Regions from separate parts of the Anser cygnoides genome. Here region 2 is linked to region 1. The links are chromatin contacts, called in public Hi-C maps. All regions are on one chromosome and are shown on one strand. Each heading gives the region's core, a stretch centred on a gene start, on an enhancer-like site or on the middle of the called end of the contact. The rest is flanking DNA. Distances are from core to core; before and after follow the strand shown. Region 1 has its middle 21 kb from the start of UBE2V1. Region 2 holds the start of SNAI1 (snail family transcriptional repressor 1).

Region 1 (4,649 bases), core at 577-3,076:
ACGTACCTGTAAATATGTGCCTGCTTCAAGCTCTACCTACCTCAAGCTCAAAGACGGTGAAGAAATCTGATGATATTCTTAATATCTTTTTTTTTTTTTTTTTAATTTACTATTTAAATTTAAGAAGTTTTCTCTGATGGCTTAGAGTTTTCCTAAGTCAGTGGAAATTGCCATCTTGCATTAATCTCTGGCTCGGATGCTGTCCAACAGCCCGTTAACTTTGCTGTTGACTAAGAGTCAGGTCCCTTAACAGCTTCTCGTTTTCTCTGGTCCTGCTGCAGCAGATTGCAGGGGAAGGTGCTTAACTTTTAAGCCTGCGAAGGGCCCAAGTGAAGTCAAATAGAAGTTAGGCACATGCTTAAGTGCTTTGTTGGAGCAGAGCCAGCATGCTCAGCCTCTGCTAGGAAAGGGACTTTTTTAGCCTTTATTGAGTGTCTTCTCCCTAGCCATCCTTTCTGGGTGCTATGTCCCCTGCGTTCGTGCCTTTGCATTTTGCCCATGTCTCCCCCATTTGTTGCGACAAAAAAGCGAAGAGCAGAAGACAACCTGGAAGATAAGGAGATAAGGTAGATTCTCATCACTTTATATCTGTCAAGCATCTTGTCGCCTTTTTCAGCCTTATCTTCTTTTAAATAAAGCCTACAAAGGGTTTTCAGAAATGTGGGTCCTGTCCTAATTTTCTACCTCTCAAGCTAGGTTGTTGGCGGCTTTGCCCTGACTTGTCTAGAAAGCCTTGCGGTACGGTGATGGGTAATGAGAGGGGAGAATAAATGTCAGATTCTGTCTAAAAGTCCCTTTCTCTCTCAGTTGCTCAATGTTTTTATGTTGTCTTATTTCATTAGCTCTCCACTCATCAAAGAAAGCGTTGGGATAGCCAAAGACAAAATTTCTTGGGGTGGGGAGGAACAGCCAAGAGTTCTGGAAAGCGAAGGGAAGCAGACTTCTGAGCTGTCTTTCTCAGAAATGTGTCCATTTTCCCTTCTCTTTTTACACGTCTGCTTTAAACCCCCTTGTCCAGAATTTGCCTGGTAACACACTGCAGAGAACAGGGGAGTTGTGTGCCTTGTGCTGCAGGCCGCGGGGCAGATAGGCGCTGATTTGTGGGGTGTGTGAGTGCTGGCAGATTTCGTGCGGGATGGGGCTGAGGCAGCGGGGCTGGCGGCGCGGGTCCTGAGCGCGCTGGGGCTGGGGCAGGGTGTCGGGGCGAGCAGGGGGGCTGTGAATCAACAACCAGCTGCTTTCTCTTCCCTCGGAGCAGGGAGGAGCACATGTCAGCAGGACGCACACACAGGCCCACACCTTCAGGAGTATTCCTGGAAATTGGGGGTAATGCTTAATTACAGCTTTTTGTAATCGCTGGGGCTCGGCCGCTGTGCAAATGTAAATAGGGTCGTGATAAAGAGCCCCTGTGTGTGTAACGCTGGGGCAGTGGCTGGGCTTGGGAAACAACTGAGCAGAACAGAGATCGCAGTAAGATATTTGCCAAACTTCTTTCCCTCCAAAGAGACCTCTTAAATCCCTGGGCTACCAGATTAAATGTTGTCCAAGGTTAGCGGCCAGATGTTTCTCAGCTGCTTGGACTGCTTTCCAGCTGAGAGCGAGCGAGTGGCTATCCAACATGCAAGCATTAATATAAACATTTTAGAGGCCTTGCCTTGAGCAAGCCATTAAAAACTTCCCACGATACTGAGAGTGCTGCTGGCTTCCTCAGAGAGCATCAGCGTTTTGTAGATCACACTCGAGCACCCCGCGCGGGTCAGACGCGGGCTGCCACCTGCTAACGCAGCGCTGGGGCCGCGCCTCCCCCTCGCTTCGGTGGCGCCAGAGCAGTGTGGTCCCTGGAATTTGATTATTTGTGTTAGCAGATAATTTAGGCCAGAAGGCTTAGAGTGTTCCCTTCCTTCTCTGGATGTCGTCATGCTTCCCAGCAAAACACAATCCCGGGTCCTGTGTCCCTTCCCTTCCCCTCACCCCGCCAGTACAACGAAACCGCTTTCAGCTTGCCTCCTTCGCAGGGTCACTGTCCACTAGGTTTAAGCTCATCCGTGCCTTGCGTAGGCCTGCCGGGAGGGGAGGATTTGATCAAATCCAGCATGTACGGTCATGTTTTTAATTACTGCATACATTAAAAAAATGAGTTTTTAATGTGTGGTTCTTCTCCTGAAATATTCCCGATTCCACTTGTGAACTCCCGTCGGTGTGAAAGGAACATCCCTCGCAGGTCACTGTTGCTTCTGTCGGCTCTCAGTGCCTTTTCTCCAGCACCTGGACCGCTCTAGTCCTAAAGCGAGGAGCATTTTGATCCAAACCCGGGTCCTGCCGGAGCTGAGGGCTGCGTGGCTGTACAGGCAGCCTCTGCTCCTCTCGCTGGGGAGTGCATCGCAGGCTGGAGCTGGGGGTGAGTTTGTGCCTCGGGCTCTGTTTCTGCAGCGTGTATGACAGTTCCCCGCGGTCTCCTGGCTTCTTGCCTTGAAGCTGCTCTGTGCCCAGGTGGCAGACGCCCCGTGCCAGCCCGAGGTGCTGGGCAGTCGCCGTGATCTGGGGCTGCTGCCGGAGCTCCTCGCCGTGGGCTGCGGTGGGAGCTCAGATCCCCGCTGGAGGTGGCTTCTCTTACACAAGGTTTGAAAGTCACTGGTGGTACGGGCGTGTGTGAGGAGGGAGGTTTAACAGAAATGACTTGGATACTTACACCGGAACGGTTCACGCTAGGCTTCTTGTGCAGCTTCGCTGGGGGAAGACATCTGACAGAGACAACTACTCGCTGAGCTCATGAACCCCAGAGCACTTCGTGTGTCTGTAACTGGGTTGCGGAACCCATGGGAGATGTTTGCTGTGCTGGGCACCGAGCAGGAGCCCCTGAAGCTGGGGCAAACAGAAAAGCAGAAAAAAAAACAACACGTCAACAAACCCAACCTGAGGAGGCCAAGCCTCTGCTCTCGAGTTGTTCAAACCCCGCTCTGCTGTCCCGTCATGGCGGCGCGCTGTGCAGAGCAGCAGGGAGAGGGATTCCTACCGAAGGCGGTGTGTCCCCAGGCAGGCCGCGCTGCCGGTCAGCTTCTCTGTGACGTGGTCTCTGCTTTCTTCATCCCCTGCTCGGGCAGGAGGTGTAACTCCGCGTGTTCCGACAGGGTCTGGCGTTGTTTACATAGGCTGTGCCTGGCCCGCAGGTTGAATCCATCAGTTTGATAGCCCCTGACACTCTTACATGGGGCGAACGCTTCCTGTTTAATTACCTGTAATAATAATAATAGAAAAAAAAGGGTTGGGAATAGAAGTTTTAAACAAGTTTCTCGGAGTATGGTTGCATCCAATCAGTTCGCATGCTGCGGGTTAATCGGTTATCTCTGTGAGCAGTGGAATTGTGTAGGGCAGAAATGTGCTACCGCCACCTTCCCCGCTGGGCAGGCGCTGCTGCCAGAGGTGCAGAGGGGCCCTGTGCTGCGGGGTTGTTTGGCCCCTGCCTCCCCAGGCACCAAAGCCCTGCGGCTCCGTCCTGCTGCCCTTCCCTGGTCTTCCATCGAGGTCTGAGCGAGCGGGGCTGCGTGCGTGAGGGGCTCCAGGCACTCGGTACTGCGGGCCTCATTTCCACAGAGCAGGGCCTCTGGTGGCACTCGGGTGACTCGGTGAGCCTGTCACCGCTCCCTGAGTGGCAGGAGACGTGCGCAGACGGGGACAAGGAGAGCTCTGGAGCTGCAGACCGCCGCAGCACGATTTCTTTTGCCATCCCCTTTCTGAGCATATCTTGCAGGACGACTTCGCTGCACGGCTGTGCTGGTGCGGTGCGGTGCGGCTCTGGCAGTTGGGTGGGCCAGCTGGAACGGGAACAGAGTGAGGGACTGGGGAGCCGTGTATTGGAGGAAACTTGCAGAATTATAAGATTAACCCACACAAAGCAACGATTCCTGCTGTTGCCTAGGTGAAAACAGAGGTTTCTCCTACATCCTGAGAAGCAGCGATGCTGCGGTGGGTTTTAACACCTACTTTCCATTAACAAGTATTCAGCTAGCATCAAAGCGTGGATTTATCCCTTGCAAAGAACATCCCCGTTTTCATCACGGAGACCACCTGCAGGACATACGGCCCGGACAAATCGACCTGCTGCTCCTCAGCACATCCTCAGCTGGCTTCGTGGGGCTGAGGTCCTGCTGAGCACATGGTGCTGTGCATGCCCCGCACTGCTGCCGGGAGGTTCGGCTGCCGCACCCTGCTCCTAACGCCCCCGAACATCGTGGGCTTGAGAACCACCAAGCTTGACCCGGGCTCCACGGCACGGACTGGGGGCCGGTGTCGGTCTGAGAAGAGGAAGCGGCTGGGGGAGTTCATTAATAAGGGCTGAAGCCGGCTGTTGCAGGGGGTGTGAACTGACGTGGATTTATGGCGGGGAGAAATTGCCGAGCCGAGTTTTTAATGAGATTACCAGCTCAGCTGGTGAGAGCAGCGGTGCTGATACAGTGTGCCGCCACGCGTGCAGCTTCTTGCCCGTGCCAGCAGGCAGCTTGACACCTGGCTCAGGGGCAGCCCCAGCCCCTCCTAGCGGGGGAGGCTTTGGTTTGGGGGTCCCTGGCGGTTCCTCTGCCCTCTGGTGCATTGATGGTCTTGTCAAAGAAGTGGAAGGAGCGGATGACGTGCCGATTAACTGCTCCAAAGCT
Region 2 (4,649 bases), core at 1,024-3,523, 52 kb after region 1:
TGCAGGCTGTTATTATTCGCCCGAGAGCCAGCGCTGCCCGGCCTGCATTCACTCAGAGGAAAGCCTCGGACTTGGGAATTTCCTGCTCACAGAAAAACCTCTGGTCGCAACCCCAGAAAAACGACGCCAGGAACATCTGCGAGCGGCGAGGCAGTTCGGCTTACAAATGCAGCCACGACATTGAGCTCCGGCCCTGAGCTAAGGGAGCCGTCTGCGGGGCGGCAGGGAAGCGGAGCTCTGTTAATTATATCATAGCGGCTGAAAGCCGCCGGCTCCAGGGTGAGTGCAGCTATTTCCTCCGCGCCCGCGCTCCCCCTTCTCCTTCCCGGCTCGCATTGAAAAGCCCGGCCAGGGTGAATTCCCCTCAAAGGCTCTTTTGGAGGAAACAAACGCCTATGCTCAATTTGGAAAGCACAATCGAGTCTTCCCGGCTTCCTTCAGCCGTCATCTTTAGTACGCTGAGAGGGTGTGAAATCAGTGCCAAGCGACAATTAAACTGTCCCGGTAGCGCCACAAAGGATGCTCGGGAGATGCATTGTAGGCGCGGGGCGGGCTGCAGCTGCGGCCCCGCACAACAGGTGCAGGGGGCGGCCGCCGGCACCTGCCCCACGCACCTCGCGCCCCGCAAACCTCCTGGTGCCCCGGGGAGCGCACGGAGCCCACGGTGGCGGGCTGGGTGTGCAGGCGGGGATGCTGCTGGCACGGTGGGGAGCACCCCAGTGGTGTGTCACAGCCCCGGTTCGTGAAATTCAGGGTGAGCACGTGCCGTCAGCTCAGGGCTGGCTGGCGCGGCACGGATTTACGGGCCGAGCCTTGACCCCACGCTCGGTTCCAGCCGGGAGGATATTTAAAGGACGTTTTAGAGATGTGCCGAGGGGGTTTGGGAAGCCCTTATCTTCCGAGATAACACCCCAACCGCTGATTCGCTTCGGGCTGCGGAGCGGGGAAGCCGGGGGCGATAAGGGAGGGAGGGAGAGGGGCGAGAGCCAGCATTACCGGTGTGCGTCCGGATGTGGCCCTGCAGCAGCCAGGGCCGGGAGAAGGCCTTGCCGCACATCTTGCAGACGCAGGGCAGCGTGTGGCTCCGGATGTGCATCTTGAGAGCCCCCAGGCTCACGTACTCCTTCTCGCAGTACTTGCAGCTGAAGGATTTCCTGGTCTGGGCGTCGCAGTGCAATTGTTTGTGCTTGGAGAGCCCGGCGAAGGTGGAGTAGGCCTTGGCACACTGGGCGCAGCGGAACCGCTCGGCGGCAGCGGGGGCCGAGGCTGGGCTGGGCGGCCCCGAGCTCTTGCCCTCGTCCTCCTCGCTGGAGAGCGCCGTCAGGTCCAGGGCAGGCGCCGCGCCGCCCGCTGCCTCCGCCTCGGTGCCCGGGCCGGCCGGGAAGAGGCTGGAGAGCAGCCCCGCGTCCCACACCAGCGGTGGGTAGTAGGCACCGGGGCCGAGCACCTCGGGCGGGGGGATGACGGACAGCGGGCACGTCTCGTACAGCAGCGGGGCGGCCAGCACTGTGGGGACAGGCAGCGCTCAGCGGGGTGCCCAGCCCCTGAGCGGGGCGAGGGGACCCCAACCCACCCCACGGGGGGCTCCGCACCCAGCAGAACGTGGTGCCTGAGCCCCGCTACGGGGCTGTGCAAACCCCCCTGGGGCAACGGGACCCAACCACATCCCACGGGCACCCCCACGCCCCAACCACCCCAAAGCCAAAGGAACCAGAGGGCCCCCAACCCACGCGGCGGGGCACAGCAGCCCACCCTGGGGAACACAGACCCACCCCACGGGAGCTCAGCACCCCATGGCAAGGGAGGTGGCAGAAGGGTCCCTGCCCATCCCGCCCCACATCGCGGGGACCTCACCGCACCCACCCCACGGGGGGAGCCCCCGGGGTCGGGTCCCCGCTCCCCCACCCACCCCACGGGGGGACTCCCCTGGGGCAAGAAGCACGGGAGACCCCGGAGCCCATCCCACCCGTGGCAATTAGCAAATTAACCCCCCCCAGAGGGGGGCAAAAAGCCTCCCGGCCGCTCCCCCCCGGGGACAGGAGGCGCCCCCGCGCCGTGCTGCAGCCCGAAGCCCTCGGGGGCGGCTCGGCACGGCTCGGCTCGGCTCGGCACGCACCGGTCTGGCTCTCCAGCTCGCTGTAGTTGGGCTTCTTGCTGGCCGAGAAGTGCTTCTTCACCAGGAAGGAGCGCGGCATCTTGCAGCCCCCGGTGCCGCCGCCCGCCGCGGGGCCGCCGCGCCCGTTAATATGGGATCGGGGCCGGGGGGCGGTGCGGGGCCGGGGAGGGCGGTGCGGGGCCGCCCCCGGCTCCCGGAGCCAATGGGGCGGGCGGGGAGGGAGCCCGGCAGGTGCCGGCCCCAGCCCCGGGGCCGGGCCGGGGGGAGCGGAGGGGCCGCGGGCGCCGGGACCGGGATCGGGGACCTGGGACACGCCGCTGGTGCCCGCGGGGAGGGGGTTTTGGGGTCCTCCGTGCGGGCTGCTGTGCCCCGCCGCGTGGGCTGGGGGCCCTCTGGTTCCTTTGGCTTTGGGGTGGTTGGGGCGTGGGGGTGCCCCCACTGGGATGTGGTTGGGTCCAGCCCAGGATCCCTGGGGATGCTCCCCGGGGAAGCCGGGCATCAGACCTCTGTGTCCCGTCCTGTCCCTTCCCTGCTCTCCCCTTCTCTTCCCTTCCTATCCTTTCCCTTCTGCCCTTCCCTTTTTCCCCTTTTCCCTTCCCATCCCTTCCCTTCTTCCTTTCCCCTTTTCCCTTCCCATCCCTTCCCTTTTTCCCCTCCCCTCCCCACTGCCCAGCCCCAGCTCTGCCCCCCCGGGGCCCGGCACCTGCTGGGCGCTGTTTGGCCGCAACCCGCCCCAAATGCAGAAGTGGAAGCGAAGCTGGGGGGGGGGGGGCACACACAGCTGCAGCCCCCCGCCCCATTGCTTGGAGCCGCATCCCTCCCTCCTCTGCTGCAGGACTGCCCTCGGCTTCCCGCGGGTGTTTCCCCCTGGGATTTGCCCCCGGAGGATCAATGGGGGGGGCCGGGGCCCCCCCGTGGGTGCGGCGATGGGGCTGGGGCCACTCCAAGACGTGGGGTTTTCTCTGTGGGAAACCCCTTCGTCCCGCAGGGTGGCGGATGGATGGTGGGAGCCCTCCCCAGGGCTGCACGTGGGGGAAAAAAAAAAAAAAAAAAAGGGGAAAAAAAAAAAAAAAAGGAAAAAAAAAAAAAGGAAAAAAAAAAAGGAAAAAAAAAAGGAAAAAAAAAGGAAAAAAAACCACCAAAGCCAGACAAACAAACAAACAAAAACACTTTTACCGGAGGGAAAATCCGGATCCCGGAGGACGAGCGGCAGCCGCCCCTTGCGCCCCCCCGGCCGGGGGGAGCGGCCCCGGGAGCGGGGTCCCGGCGGCGCGCCCGGGGCTCCCCCTGCTGGCGGCGCGCCCCCGCCGGGGCCCTGGAGAAAAGCCCCCGGGGCGCAGCGCTTCGGCAGGCCGCCAGCCTTGCCGGGCCGGGGGCAGCTGGCAAAGCCACGCCTGAGTTTAGCAGTCCTGACCGGGCGAGGCTAATCCCTCCCGTGCCGGTCTCAGCGGCGGCCGCGTGCCTCTGTCAGGTTGGCTGTGCCTTTGTCACACGGGCACCGGGACCCAGGCCACGCTGTTAGCGCCTGACCACGGGCAGGGGCCTTTACAAGAGGCTGTTCCCCAGGGCAAGGAGCCCAGAGGGATTTAGTGCGGGTATTCCAGATGAAGTGATGCTGATCGTGTTAGGCAATTAATACCGGCATCAATTTATCAGCAGCTTAAGGCCACCGTTTGACCAGAGACAGATTCATAAAAAAAAAAAATAGCCTAAATGCATGCTCGTCTCCTCCCCTCTTGTCCCTCTCCCTACGTGCTAATTTTGCTGGCTCCCTGTGCCAGACGCTGGGCATTTCACAGGCCAAGGCAGCCCGATTGCATTACCGCCAACAATGGGCCTTTGGGACTCAGCGCGGCCACAAGATCAGCTGCTGACGAGGTGAAAGCAGCTCCTCTGGCAGAGCACTTGGCTCTCCTGCAGTCATACTTCACGGGATTTAGGAGCCCAAACCAGCCCCTTCTGCAATAAGGCCTTTAAAATTGAGTTCCTGCACACCAAAGAGATGAATCAAGGTGGAACAACACACATGCCTCTCACCAGAATGGCTTTTAAAAAATCAATCAGCAAATACCACTAAGAGATATCCCTGCGTGTAAACAAGTTTGTATTTGTTAGGCTGATGAAGTCAGCAGCACAGACACAAAGCTCCTCAGCAGTTAAGTGGAGATCTACAGCTCGCTTTCCCTGAGTGGTTGTATGAATGACGCTCATCACAGCAGAAAAAGCAGCGCTATAAATTCCGCTGCTATCAAGCTAGGAGGTGCCAAAACATCGCTCCTCATTCGCACACAAATGTAATCAAAGTAGAATTACTGTGCATTTTCCAGCCAATCGTTTTGGTTTGTACCATGTGAAATAATTTCCAAGCAGTAAGGTGAAGGAAATCAAACCCGAGCTGTGTAGTCGGTAACAGCTCTGTACAGACAGGGCACCACCACTCTGCCTGAGCAACTAGATGGATCTCACCCAGCGGTGCTGCAAGCCAATTCTCACCTCCTCGTCACAACACAAGGACATGAACATCACAAACCTG

Evidence for each region. A called contact is a pair of places that touch in the nucleus more often than the background predicts.
Region 2: a contact with region 1 is called in a Hi-C map of fetal liver, with 1.9 times the contacts expected there. The contact joins the promoter of SNAI1 here to the enhancer-like site in region 1. A contact is called at or near these places in 4 of 7 Hi-C or Micro-C datasets (fetal liver, granulosa cells and liver).

Annotation. Positions count from the first base shown.
Region 1 is chr16:8,765,300-8,769,948 of Taihu_goose_T2T_genome, forward strand. No RefSeq gene overlaps it. Among named protein-coding and RNA genes, the nearest start is that of UBE2V1, 21 kb to the left of the region's middle. Within about 2 kb of position 1,827, at least 1 of the 3 cell types and tissues checked has open chromatin away from gene starts, as enhancers often do. A contact at or near this core is called in fetal liver, where this site is marked.
Region 2 is chr16:8,816,987-8,821,635 of Taihu_goose_T2T_genome, forward strand. SNAI1 (snail family transcriptional repressor 1) reads right to left here and starts at 2,274. Exons shown (of 3, transcript XM_048072602.2): 1 at 2,117-2,274; 2 at 997-1,506. The coding sequence starts at 2,195.